3 separate regions of the Sus scrofa genome follow, and all the other regions are linked to region 2. Evidence: chromatin contacts called from public Hi-C and HiChIP or PLAC-seq data. All regions are on one chromosome and are shown on one strand. Each heading gives the region's core, a stretch centred on a gene start, on an enhancer-like site or on the middle of the called end of the contact. The rest is flanking DNA. Distances are from core to core; before and after follow the strand shown. Region 1 has its middle 490 kb from the start of MPDZ. Region 2 overlaps NFIB (nuclear factor 1 B-type). Region 3 has its middle 470 kb from the start of MPDZ.

Region 1 (4,651 bases), core at 770-3,269, 390 kb before region 2:
ATTGTAGTTGTTATAAATATCTCAGATCTCCAACAAAGTAACACGAACAATGGTTCCTTACATTCTTTTTCTATGGGCTTATGCAGAAAGGAAAAGTAGCCCATGACAAATATTTCCTATGAACTTTGGTAAATTTGAGCAAATGGCTCTTGCTCTATGAACAAACAAGGATTGTAGGAACCTGTCAAAGTGCGTTGGAAAGAAGGTGAGTCCAGCCCATCACACTTTCCAATAAATTAATCCACTGGTAAGTTAAGGGTAGAGGGCAGGCTAGTGGGGAGACCACATTGCTAGGTTTAGGTTTCACCCTCAAGAAGAGGTCAAGGAGTACAGTTATCCAGAGTGTTATAGTATCAGTCCTTGGAGGAAGAGGTGTCCTATGGAGGGAACAAAGGAATAAAAATGCTGATATTAGAAGTCCAGAGTATTTCAGAAGAAGGGGACTGTTTTTCTGATCTGTCTGAGAATGAGAAGACCATTTCCAGCTTCACCATCTCTAAGGGGTATTCTCATTCTTAGACGGATGAGAAAAACAGTCCCCTTCTTCTGGAATACTCTTTCAGAGAGTAATAAATTTGATTATCTACCTAGTAGTCATTCACACTTTAGAATGAATTCTTTCATTCAAATAGTGTTCTCCAAATAGTACATTGAAAGAAAAGAATTTTGATAGCAGACACAGAAGGAGGTGAGTACTTTTTCAATCCAAATACCTTTTAGGTTTTACTGCTCACTCTCTGTCCAAGAAGGGAATCATGGTGGGGGGAATAGGATTTCCAGCTGCTAGGGGTGGATGAATGCAGCCAATGGATTTATCCCTGGTGAACATGGAAATTGAAGTCACACCGAGAAGGCAGCTATTGCTGAGGAGATGGCCAAGAAGAAGTGAAATCAAAGGCATGGCCAATATGGGTGGGTGAATCAAAGGCAGAGAACAAGTAAGCTAGAATACAGGATAGGATGAAGGAAAGGGTATAAAAAGGCTCAGAATTTGGGATATGTTTGCCAAGGATGAATGAGTTAATCCAACAATTGGCTTTTAATTGTATGCTAAACTTGGGTCTCTCTATGACCATAGGTCTTTCCATGACATCAGTGTCATGGATGATGACTGGCCATCTGGGTCACTATTCTGTATAGAGCAGTTTCACAGAGGTCTGTGCGACTGTTAAAAAAGGACACTAATCAGGTAGGAAAGGGGTAAGTGGGAAGTAGGACATTGAAAAGCTAGGATGGGGACATGAAAATGATAGAAACCAACAATGGACTGAATCTTATTAAAATAACCTTGGTGAACCTTTGCATTAAAGACCATGACCTTGGGCCCTGGGACTGCATTTGGTGTTTAAATAACAAGGCTGGACCTTGCTGCAGCCTTACCTCATGGCTTCCAAACATTACATCTTTCCAAATTGTTTGGGAATGCATAGCCCCACTGGCCTCCTTTGGCCTAAATAGGTCATCGGGAGAGGAAGACAATGTTGAGTGTAATGTGAACTAGGATTTTGGACTAAATGAGCTTTCTGGCTTCTCAATGATAGTGGAAACATTCACAGACAAGGAGAGGCTGTGAGGGCGTATGATAGTTTAGCTGGCCCCTGCCAACTTTCAGTTCTTCCTGCGGGGCAGAGATCTTGAAAGTTACCACAAGGGTGTTTGTCTCTAAGTACATGAGTAAACATATGCATGCATGACCCACTGTGTACTCTCACATGTATGATCTCATGCTGGTTCTCACAAAGAAACTCCACCAACTTTGCCAAAGCCCTTTGATTGAAGTCCTTCCCAAAGAGGGAGGAGAGCCAGCTACCCCCTACCATTCCACACAGGCATCAGAGCAAGGTCCACACTCTGGGGAGTGGCCGATGGTGCTCTCCAGACCACAGCAGCTGCAGCTTCTGAAGCCCAGCTCCATCATCTCATTTTCCTCGCATCAGCAGCACACAGCTGCCTTCAGTCAGCCCATTGGGAAGGGAGTGGAGCTTCCCGCCTTCTTCTTGAAGTGGCATCAGCTGTGCCCCTTCTCCTCTGGCTCCACCCACATTCCACAGCTACATTCAGTAGCTGCTCACTCAGCCACCTCTAAGTCTAACCCGTTCTTGGCAGAGTGTTCTGGCCAAGTTTCTGACCACAGCTGTTCCACCTAGAGTGCAGCCGGTAGGTCAGAGAATGACCTAAAACAGCTGCCTGGATCAGGATAGGCTGGAAGAAAAAGGGAAGTGTGTATGATCCCAAGATTTGATGAAGATGTGTGCATTTGCAAATGTAGAGAGAACCTCTTTCTGCAGGTAAAAATGGGTTAGCCATATGTGGTCATGTGAGGGCAAGTCTGTGCATATCTGCTGGGGGAGAGTGTGGTGTGGGAGGTGGCTAAAAGTATATGTAGTCTGTATTTATAGACTGGCTAATGTATGTACGTTACTTGATCTAGCTCTTAAAAAGTTGGCAAGCCAAATTAAATTTAGGTGTGTCAAGATGATCTTGCTAATATATTTAGAGCACCATATATCTGCATCAGTCTCATTGTTTATAGCATTTGGGCATGTGAAGTGAGCTGTTTAAAGAACATCTAAGGCTGTATTCATATAAATCTGGGGTTTTTACTTTAGCCAACATCTTTAAGTGTTGCTCAGAGCTCCCTGAGCCCTCTTTGAAGCCCTCTGCCTAAGACTGCCCTTGAAGATGAAGTTTATCCAGAAGCTCTGCTTTGTCAGAGCCCAGATGCTTACATGTGTGATGGCACCAGCCACATGGCTGTACAATGCAGGATGTGCAAGCTGCCAATTGACATCCATATGGACTTCATTCCCCTACCAGGATTTGGCCCTGATCACTTCATTTTCTCCTCTTTTACCACTGCACAACTGAAAATGGTGCCCTCCCCTCAGCCCCACCAGCCTAATATGTGTCCTGGCATCTGGCAGGGTGCTAATTTCTGGGCTAATCTAAGGGGGGCACCACACTTGATCTTCTTTCAGACTTCATGTCCTCACTTGTTGATTGTGTTTTAGATCCAGCAAACATGGTTTTAGTTTGTCCTCCAGATACTGACAAGCAGAGAGTGCTCCATTGGGCAGACAGTTGTAATTTGTGAGTTGGATTTGCTGTTATGAGTTTTGTGGTTTGCTTTGGGGTCTATGTTCCCCAACTATTGCAGTGTGTGTTCCTTTTACTAAACACAAAAATAAATAAATCACAATAACCCTTCCTCTTGTCCTCCTTAATGGATACCAAATGAAGCAGTATTAATGTCATTTAAGGTGGAATCAAACTATGGGAGGAGCCTTAGCTATCATTTCAGTCTAACTGAACTGTTGAACATTTGCCATGTTCAAGGGACCTTGTCAGGCTTGTGGTGATAATGTGATGAATAAGTTATATATCCACTTCACAGTTTCTTACAATCTTTCATTTTAATAATGCCAAACCAAATAAGTAAAGCATAATGCAAGTGGTATAGAAGAGATTAATTTCTATTAAAGAAAGAGATAGGACATTATGGAGATGACAGGTGAAAAAGACCTTAAGAAACCAGTCTAAGGAGATTTCTTCCTGGCCTTGAGGAGTCACTGAAGTTAGAAATATTAGGAAGGATGTAGGAAAGAGAAAAGAAATTATATCATGGGTACCAGTTAAGACGTTAGTACCGCGAAGTTACAATATGAACCAAGACCCCTTCCTACTGGAGTTAGCAACTGGAGACAACCTACAGCTGAAAAATAATGATGCTAGACATCCCTGACTTAGAGGACTTTCTCACAAGGAGGACTTTCAGTAAAGCAACTCTCATGACATTGGTAGAGGGAGGAAAAGGAATCACCTTTCAGGGAGATTCAAGTATGTGAATCAGCATTTACCCTCTTTATCTTCCATTCATGTGGAGTGGTGGGAGTGCAGTTTGGTTTCTTTCTTTCTTCCCAACCAGATGAGCCCTAGAGAATCATGACAGTTGAAAGCATTATTGGGAAGGGAAGAATGTTATGAACTTTTGCTGCATCTGGTTGCCACCAGAACACCTGGAATGTTGGATGCTAGGACAGAGTAAGACATGATCAGAAGATATTAGGGTTGCTCTCTACCTCCTCCCAGTTTCACCTGGATTGAAGCAGATGTAGCAAGAAATCCAAGTTTCCTATGGACCAAAGTCAAGCTTACCAAATGAGGAGTAGGCAGCAACCAGAAGGTCATACAGATCAATAGTGAGCTGGTGTGAGGAATACAGAGAGCACCCACCAAGAGTGAGGGGAGGAAGCTGCACCATCCCCTTGAGACTGCTTGGTGGGCATCCAAGACTACCTAGGACATCACGCTATATAACTGGAATCTGGTTACCAACATCCAGAAGTTAGACCAGGTAAGGCATTGGCTAAGAGGCAAGGATTGTCAGCTTGCTGTCTCCAATATACCAACAATCACATGAGTGAATTCCTATCCCTTACCTCTACCTTCCTGATACCCCTAACAGCCTAATAACTACTTGAGATGGGAAGGCAATAAAGAAATGACCACACTCCACCCTTCTATATTCAGCTTCCAGTAGCCTTGAAAGTCTAAATTTAACTAAGAAAAGGTGCTTTGAAGTGAGAGATTTTAATAACTAGCTTGCAAAAATCAATAAGCTGTTAATTTTTGGAAGAGGCTGACATGGATA
Region 2 (4,675 bases), core at 302-2,801:
AATAAACAGTATCCTCAGGTATTATATTTTGAAAATAGAACTGACATGATACACACACACACACACACACACACACACACACACGGATTTAGCTGTGAGACAAACATTTTTTGTTTGATTTTTGTTTTTAAAGAGTAAAACATCTGAGAGAATAAAAGCCATTGCAAATGCCTTGTTTAGCTGTGATGAGCAGAATGCATAAAGGTAATATGATGGCAAAAGAGCTATTGGAGGATAAAAATAACAAGACTATAAAATAATAAGAGTACAACTTCAAAATTCTCTGACCACTATCATCTCTCAGGATGGCTGAAAGGGATCTGGTGATGAGCTTTGGGAGCTGAACAGAAGAATACAACTTCAAATTGAAAATTACTTTATGGTCACACCCCACAGATTGAATGGTGTTGGAGCCAGACTAAACGAGGCACTCAAATGGAGTCCTGAGGGGAAAATATAAGAATGGTTTGCTATTATGAAAATCCACCATTAAGTGGAGAAAAAAAAAAAAAAGATAATTTTTAAAAACCATAAAAACCAGAATCAAGGCAAAGTTTCTAAATGGTAAGACATGAAAATATGAGCTGAATGCCTTCTTTGTCTTTAAAAAATGAAATATCCATACGTTTGGCATGTATATGGTATTCTCTAATTTATCTGAGAAATGTGTAAACACATCTATGCAAAGAGCTATCATGAAATGTGATGTCATATTCCTTATGAAAAAAAAAATTCCCTTTCTCAATGTCAATTAAAACCAAATTTAGCTTTAAAACTCTATGACCTCTACCATTTTTTTTTCTAGGTTAGCTGAAAAGGATCTATTGACTAGCTTTGTGAGCTGAAGAGTTGAATGCTACTTTAGATAGAAAATTATTTCTTTCACTCTATAAGAATAATTATCACGGCGATTACACAATTATTATAATTATATCTGTAAGAACTGTTATTGGGAATTTATCTCTGAAACAGTCTCATGCATTGCAGGGGACATTTATCTTTTTTAATGATCACCAACACAAGTGTCTTTTTGTAGCTATATAAGTGATTCTACCTCTTTCTATTAATATCCTCTCGCAGGCTGAAGAAGCCAAAGGAGACAGCCCCCACAGTTTTCTCCCCTTAAAGCAACTGTTTCCGTCAAGCCGGGCCTGTAGCGGTTTCTGAGACAGAAAGCTTACACTTCCCCTTCATGGCAGCACAACCTTCACCATGTGCTTTCCTATATGCATGGAAACCCCCCAACAAAGCCCCTCCAATCTGTGTTTCATAAACTGTACTCTACGAGAAGTAGCAATAAAGTTTATTACAGACCTAAAGTATCTGCCTAAACCCGGTTAATTGAAAAGTGGGTGGAGAAGGCTGCCAAATTAAATGTTTACATTAGCACAGCTGTATTGTAAAAACATTCTGCCCCCTGTGCTTTGTAATTATAAGATATTTCTGGACTGTGTATCTCTACAAAGTTTATCTCCACTGCCAAGAGTGTCTTGGCACGGAGCGGCTGCAGTTTTTGGCAGCCAGGAGCTCGCAGCGCGGGCAGGATCTAAAATGGCTGCCAAGCGGCCTCGTGAAATGTCGCCGGGCCGGCCCGCCTCGCCTCGCCTCGCCTCGCGCGGAGGCCGGAGGGCGGCGGCCGCCGGGCCTCGGAGCAAGCGCGGAAGCACGTTTCCCACTGCAAGGGGCTCGGTACGACACCCTGCTTCACAAAGCGGCCTGAGACGCGAACGCCAGAGCACCCCGGGGACCCTCCCCGTCGCAAAGGGGCGCCCAGGGGTCTCCCCTGCATTTCACTGAGGCCTAGGCCCAGAGGGCCCTCTCCTCGTGAGAGAAACCCGATCAACTTTGTGGGAAGAAGTAAAATAAGAACGCCCCACTCCGGGGACATGTACTCCAGCAAAAGCATGAGCCAAGCCCACATTTTCCTATTTGCAAGGGCATGATTTTGACCCGGACTTAAAGTCTTTCGCAAAGCATGGGTGTATGCAAAATGAAAACCTCCCAAATAGTTCACGGGCTTCCTTTTCTTTCCTTAAGAGGCTGTGCTTCTCTTACATCATCAGAGTAACACATTTTAAGGAAGGAAAAAAAAAAAAAAAAAGATTTAGACCCTTCTATGGCAAACATCCAGAGCACAAAACCCACTTAATTGTAAAAATCGAGACCAAATCCATGGTGTATGCAAGTTCCAAGGATTGACCAAAAGGAGGGAGGGCAGGGGAGGGAGGGGCTGACTGGAACTCTTAACTGTCCAGGCTGCTCGGAGTAGGAAGGCAAAAAGCCCTTAAATTATAAACTAAAATGCTTCAGAAGGACACCTAGATCTCACAGGATGTGTACTGTCTCTGTCCTGTCTTTTCTCTATTAAAGTCCCAGCTAAAATGCTGTGTCCACAGCTGCCAAATACTACATAATGAGGTCACTGGATTTTTTCTTTTAGGGTGTTCCACAATTGTAAGCTTAGGTTGAGAGACACGGCAGGCCTGGTGTACTATACTTCAATCATTACTAAGCTTCATCTGAATCCAACATTGTCTCTGACCAGAGAAAATTCAGAAGTGAAAGATGAATTCCATAATGCTGACCTGGACCTGTGGCACTCATTACACTCATACTGCTTATTCACTAAATGCCCAGTCTTTCGAGCTTTAATTGTATGTCCACACACAGCACAGCCACACCAATGATTTCCACTTTATTTCTTAAAATCTTCAACATTATAGAATGTCTAATGTCTCTGTAATGGTATATTTTGAATACTGTCTATTCACTAGCACTCACTTGAAATACATACACACACATACCTCTTGGACCTTTGTAAGACAGAACATTTTTTAACCACTGTTAAAAAATTCTGAACAAAAGACATTTAGGGATTTTCAACCCTTGCTTAATTAGTTATCAGGAGGATCAAAGTCCCATAGTTGGAGAACAGCAGGCCACTCTTAACAGACTGGTGAAAAAAGTTGGTATGTTCAGAAAGTATCTCCAGTTTCCTGTAACATATATTTGCTTTTTTTAGGGCCATACCTACAGCATATGGAAGTTCCCAAGCTAAGGGTTGAGTGGAGCAGTAGTCACTGGCCTACGCCACAGCCACAGCCACAGCCACAGCAATGGAAGAATCAGAGGACCAGCACCCCACCCTCCCCATGCCCTCCCCTGTCTGTGACCTACACCACAACTCATAGCATCCCTGGATCCTTAACCCACTGAGTGAGACCAGGAATCGAACTCGTATCCTCATGGATACTAGTCAAGTTCATAACCACTGAGCCACCATGGGAACCCCCTTACTATTATTTTTAAAACTTGAGGTTTGGTTTTTTTGTTGTTTTTTTTTTAACTTTCCTGAGAGTCTATAGTTTGACACTGCCAACTTATTAACTTTCCCTCCTTGAGAGTTCCTAAGTCCTAGAATGACAAACTGTTCAACAAGCAGAGGAATTTAATAAATGTTGATTGATCACTACTCCATGCAGTGACTTTGCTATTATACATAGAAATATGGGATTAAGACAACATATTTGACACAAAAAAAAAGCTAAAAAAAGAGTTTCCAATTTCATTTGTTTCTTTGTTCTTATGTGGGTCATTTTGTGTATAGATTGCCAAGTGGGTATATTCTGTAACCCCAACTAAGATACAAGTTTCTGAAAATCATATACTCTAAGTCTTGCTGAGTATACACAACAGTAAAATACATATAAAATCAATCTCCACCCTGGAAAGGATCCTAGTGAGGACCGATGTAATTAGTTAAGGAAAGCACTAGTGCCTCTTACCTTTGTATGTGTTTAATATGTTCCTATATCTCCTCTTTCTTCAGCAAATATCTTGTGGATAAAGAGCAATAAAGTAACAGTAAGGCTAACAGTGGATGGGCATTTGTTCACATGTCCAAGGGTGCCCTCAATATGACATGTGCATTTCTCATTCTTGAAACAAACACTGAGGGACAGGTATTACTGTTATCCCCATTTTCAGATGAGAAAACTGGCCCAGGACTATTCCACTAACAAGTACAACAGCCAGAAATTAAACTCAAACAAATCTGACTCCAGAGTCCATATAAATTTGCTGTTTTCTTAAATCAGAAGGGTCACCATTAGACAAAAAAGAAAGAGACCAGGTAGATGCTATTCCTCTACGATTACAAGGTTCTTTGGGCAACTTTCCTAATTTTTGGCACATACATTCCAATTTTCTCATCGGAAACCTCCTTTGGGCGGAGGCTGCTGAAGGTGGTGAGTTTATGTTGTGGTTTGGTAATGTGCACAGACTGGGAGAAGGATGAGACCAGAAACCCTTTTTGCCCGTGGCAGGCCACAAATTGAGGACTGAGTCAGTGCATGCAGTTGAAAGGCAAAGGGCCAGCTCAGCGCCGTGATAACATGTGAACATCAGACACCCTCCTCAAAGCCACGACCCTCTTCATTCCCCACAAACCTCCTAATCTCCCACCAAAGTCCCGAGACTTCACCACAGGATCAAGTAATTCCCCCTCTAAGCCACATCTCACAAATGATAGTCTGATTTCTCCCCCTGTGCCATTTTTTTTCCATGAAGTTACTACGGTCTTAGCTGTACTTAACCGGGGTTTAGGGTCTGATTGTTTTCTACTGAAACAACGTGGCTGCAGAGAAGCATCAGTTTCCACTGCCACTGAAAGAGA
Region 3 (4,649 bases), core at 427-2,926, 410 kb before region 2:
AATGACCTCATCTTTTATAGCACACTTTCCTTCCATAGAAGAGGTATGTAAGATTAGGGCAGGGAAGACAAGCAGAAATACTGAGAGCCAATCTCTCTAAATTGTTACTGGAAAAAGTTGGTTTTTTTTTTCTTTTTGTCTTTTTAGGGCCACATATGCAGCATTTGGAAGTTCCCAGGATAGGGTTCCAATCAGAAGTGTAGCTGCCAGCCTACAGTAGAGCCATAGCAATGTGGGATCAGAGCTGTGCCTGCAACCCACAGCACTGCTCATGGCCATGCCAGGTCCTTAATCCATTGAGAGAAGCCAGGGATCGAACCTGCATCCTCATGGATACTAGTTGGGTTCATTACTATTGAGCCATAGTGGAAACTCCCTGGAAAAGTTCTTCTGAAGATAATAGATTAAATTTACTTAAGTCCCATGCCATTCTTTTGACAGCCTATCTTACTCCTTGGTTGAAGATGTGTTGGTTGACATAGGAGCACTATTTCAGAGTTCATACTCAAGGGGGGGTTTATATTCATTGGTCAGTTTTTCAAGCATTATCTCTCTTCATTAATACCATATACATTTTAGATTGCCTACTATGTGCAAAGTTCTAAGCTAGACACTCATTACATTATTGCATTAACCTTGGTCTATCTTGAGTTGCAGTCATCTGTTAGTATGTTACTCTCCTAGATGTCTGGGCTTTCTGAAGGCAGGTACTGCATTTTACTCATAGGTACCTAAATATTTGATTCAAATCATAGCTCAATCATTCACTGTGTTGGTTTTGGTGCATTATGTATTGTCTTAAGAAACCTTAGTTATGTGAAACTAATAGAGGGCTATTTACTGTAGAAATCCAGAGTGAGGATTTAATGTCTGTAGAAAAACAAAGTCAGTACTCCGTAACTGTTTTTAGGTCCAAGCATATTAATCAAGGCTTTTGAAGGACAGAAGAAGGATAATAAATATTATTTGAATGGAATTATACAATAAAATGCAAGGAATCTGGTAATAACCACACGGAAATATACATAAAGCCTGGAAAGTGTTTTTAAAGGTACACATCAGCTCCCAATCAACTTCCTCATAATTGCAACTAACACCCTGCTTGTTTCTCAAAGACAAGGATGTACTGAGACCCTCAACTTTTGTATTTGCTAATCTGTACATTGTAAGTACTTAGCACAGAACTGACTCATTGTCTGCATGGGGCAGCACAAGCCAGCATGGGGCCCTGGCTGACTTTAATTTGGAATCCTGAGTGAGCCCCACAGCAGGACACCTGAGCTCCCATCAACTGCCCTTGTCAATCATTTTGCCTTTCCCTCCAGTTCTATTTCAGATAAGACCCCCAAGGAACAACAGGAAATCATGCCATCCTCAGAGGCTGGGCAAGTTCAGCCTCATCCGAAACCCAAGTTGGCCTAACAGCTTCTTGTTTTAAAAATAATTTTTAGGGCTTTGATAGCGTATCTCTCAAGATGCATTTTACCAGGGGATGGCTGTGTATGAACAATTAGCTTACCACAGAAGGGCCTTATTTTTTTAACACAGTAGATTTAATTTATCCTGCAACCAGGAAAATCCAGAAAAGAGAAAGTATTAAAGCAACAGAGAAAATTGGAGCACTGACAATGTACAGAGTCAGCATTTCTTTGGTTGAGCTCAGGCTGTGACAGTCATCTGTCCAGCCCTCTTGTTCATGACCTTTCAAGACTCTTCTGAGTGTCATGACTTTTCGCAACACACACGTCAATAACTATCAAAGTAATGAACTGAAAAGGGAACATGGCCAGGTAGGCAAGTGACATTGAGTGCAAAATGGCCCATTTTACTCAGTGACTTCCTTTCACAAGGTCACTGAAGCCCACACTGTTTGCTTTTCTCTGTTTTTCCTATACCTCAGGTCCTTCTTTTATTTGTCCATTTTCCTTACATGTCACCTTTTTACCTAATAACAAAAACCCACCACCTTAAACACTCCAAATCTTCCAGGCACTTTGTACATGCTTTAGGTAGATCATTCTACTTCCCTCACATATCAGCCCTCTGAACTGGGCATCATTATTCCCATTTTGTGGATGTGGTAACTGAGACAGATGGAGGTAAATGATTTGGTCAGTTATACAGCAAAGGAGTGGCATAAAGATTTCACGGCCTGGAAGTTCCTATTGTGGCTCAGCGGAAATGAACCCGACTAGTATCCATGAGAATGTGGGTTCAATCCCTGGCCTCACTCAGTGGGTTAAGGATCTGGTATTGCCACAAGCTGTGGCATTGTTTGTGGATGTGGCTCAGATCTGGTGGTGTTGTGGCTGTGGTGTAGGCCGGCAACTACAACTCTGATTTGACTCCTAGCCTGGGAAATTTCACATGCTGCAGGTGTAGCCCTAAAAGGGGGGTTGGGGGGGAGAGAGAGATTTCGCAGTCTGATCTGACTCCAGAAATGATACATTCCTCATCAGTACTCTCTATGTAGTTCCCCACTTCTGCACTTTTCTCTTTGAATATTTAGAAGCTAAAAATGGTATTCTTAAATGCTTGTATCAGAGAATATGACTGTCTACATTTTAATTTTTCTTAGAAATTTTGTAATGTGAGAGGGAGGCAAATGCTAGACTCCAGTTTCCTGAAGAAACATTCTCTCCTCCTTTTCCACAAAATAAATCTCATACAAAGGCACCAAACCCAAAATATACAGAATATTAAGCCTTTAGAATTTCAGCATGCAGGGGGACACACGGAGACCAGGAATTGCTCTGTAATCCCAGCTCCTAGTGAGCAACAACATTCGAAAAGAACTTCCCCACAGACAGAAGAATCCTCATTTTATCTCTGGATGAGTCCAGGCACAGGAGAGTTGAATAATGCTGAGCCCTTCTAGAATTCTTTTTCCTAAATTTAATTTTATGACCTCAGTCTGATGGGCAAAATATGTCTTCAGGGCTACCAAGTAGGGGCACCTTCACAGGGACAATGATGTGAACAGCATCTTCCAGAACTGTTTACCAGGTGACCTTGTCCATAGAAGAGTTCTATCAATGGCACCAACAATTTACCAGAAAGATGTTATAGGCCTGTTGCCTTCTCCTTCAACTCTGTGCCTGTGACAAAAGAATTAAAACAAAACAAAACACTGAGACTTCAATGCCTGGAGTGACATGCTTTTCTGATTAATTGGTATACTTCCAACTCATAGTGGAACATTTCTATGATAATTTTGCATAGTTTTCCAGGATTTCAGAGTAAGATCTAGCTCCACCCTTAATAATTTCAGGAATTTATGGTATACATTTTTATATTATTCCCTTTCATCATTCTTTTATACTAATAACTTTGTCTTCATATTTTTAAAAAAGTTATAGGATTGTATACAGTTTAGCCTGCTGAAATCCATATATATTCATATATATTACATTCAATTTTTTTATCTTAAAAGCAGTATATGCTGATATTGAAGAATCCCTGCATCCCTGGGATAAATGCTACTTGATCATGGTGTATGTAGTGTATAAAATATGGCACAAATCATCTATCTACAAAACAGAAACTGATTATGGACATGAAGGGTATATTTGTGTTTGCCATGGGGGAGGTGGAGGGGAGAGAGGAAGGGAGTTTGGGGTTGGTAGATGCAGACTCTTACATTTAGAACGGGTTGGTTGATGGGGTCCTGCTGTAGAACACAGGGAACTGTGTCCCATTTCTTGGGTTAGAACATGATGGAAAATGAAAAAAAAAATGTGTGTATATGGGTGGCTGGGTCACTCTGCTTTACAGCATAAATTGAAGGAACATTGTAAATTAACTGTACTTTAATAAAAAATTTTAAAAGCATTATATGCTAAGAAAGTAGATCCATAAAGTTCTCATCACAAGAAAAAAATTATGTGTGGTGATGGATGTTAAACATCACAGACTTCCTGTGATGATCATTGCACAATATATACATGTATCAAATCATTACATTATACACCTGAAATTACTGTTATATATCAATTATATCCCAATAAAAATAGAGTTTTAAAAATACATAAAAGCAGTATAGTTTTTTATCATATCACAGAAGCAATATATGATCATTATGGGAGTATTAGATACTGCAGATTATCTAAAGAACATCAAAGAGAAAATAGGCCATCAAAGATCATCAAAAAGAAAAGAAAAGAACTATAGCCCCAAACTCAGGCATATACTATCTTGCAGCTTGTTTTTTCAAGGTATCAATGTAGGAAGTACATTGTCCATACTCTTTGGATGTGTCTGTAATATATCTGTTGATTATTTCTGATGTGTCCTTTTTATTCTATTGCTTGTATACACCAAAATGTAATTAACAGTCTACTAATTAGGGGCCTTTCAAACATTTTACAACTTTCACTGTTATACACAGTGTTATGATGAATATCTTTGTAGATTAATCTTCAAAAATTGTAAGCAAACGAGGCTGTCTTTAAAGTATTAAATTTTAAAGTATTAAGAATTCTGATATAACCAAGGTCAACCAGCATACCATCTCTCTCTCTCTCCTACATCCTTAATCTCTAATTGTACTTGACCAAGATTTCTCAACTTCCTCATACTTGAAGACAAAAAATTCAATTCTGGTGATCTCAATGCTTCTAAGTTATTTTATTTTATTTTATTTTATTTTT

Evidence for each region. A called contact is a pair of places that touch in the nucleus more often than the background predicts. HiChIP or PLAC-seq counts read pairs in DNA pulled down with a chosen protein or histone mark.
Region 1: a Hi-C map of fetal skeletal muscle shows a contact between it and region 2, with 2.5 times the contacts expected there. The contact joins two enhancer-like sites. A contact is called at or near these places in 2 of 47 Hi-C or Micro-C datasets (fetal skeletal muscle and heart right ventricle) and 1 of 2 datasets of contacts at active chromatin or transcription factors (skeletal muscle).
Region 3: an H3K27ac HiChIP or PLAC-seq map of skeletal muscle shows a contact between it and region 2, with 2.7 times the contacts expected there. The contact joins two enhancer-like sites.

Annotation. Positions count from the first base shown.
Region 1 is chr1:208,684,474-208,689,124 of Sscrofa11.1, reverse strand. No RefSeq gene overlaps it. Among named protein-coding and RNA genes, the nearest start is that of MPDZ, 490 kb to the left of the region's middle. Within about 2 kb of position 2,019, at least 2 of the 83 cell types and tissues checked have an H3K27ac peak or open chromatin away from gene starts, as enhancers often do. A contact at or near this core is called in fetal skeletal muscle, where this site is marked.
Region 2 is chr1:208,293,862-208,298,536 of Sscrofa11.1, reverse strand. The region is part of intron 2 of NFIB (nuclear factor 1 B-type); the gene reads right to left. Among named protein-coding and RNA genes, the nearest start is that of NFIB, 110 kb to the right of the region's middle. Within about 2 kb of position 1,551, at least 35 of the 83 cell types and tissues checked have an H3K27ac peak or open chromatin away from gene starts, as enhancers often do. A contact at or near this core is called in fetal skeletal muscle and skeletal muscle, where this site is marked.
Region 3 is chr1:208,706,353-208,711,001 of Sscrofa11.1, reverse strand. No RefSeq gene overlaps it. Among named protein-coding and RNA genes, the nearest start is that of MPDZ, 470 kb to the left of the region's middle. Within about 2 kb of position 1,676, at least 3 of the 83 cell types and tissues checked have an H3K27ac peak or open chromatin away from gene starts, as enhancers often do. A contact at or near this core is called in skeletal muscle, where this site is marked.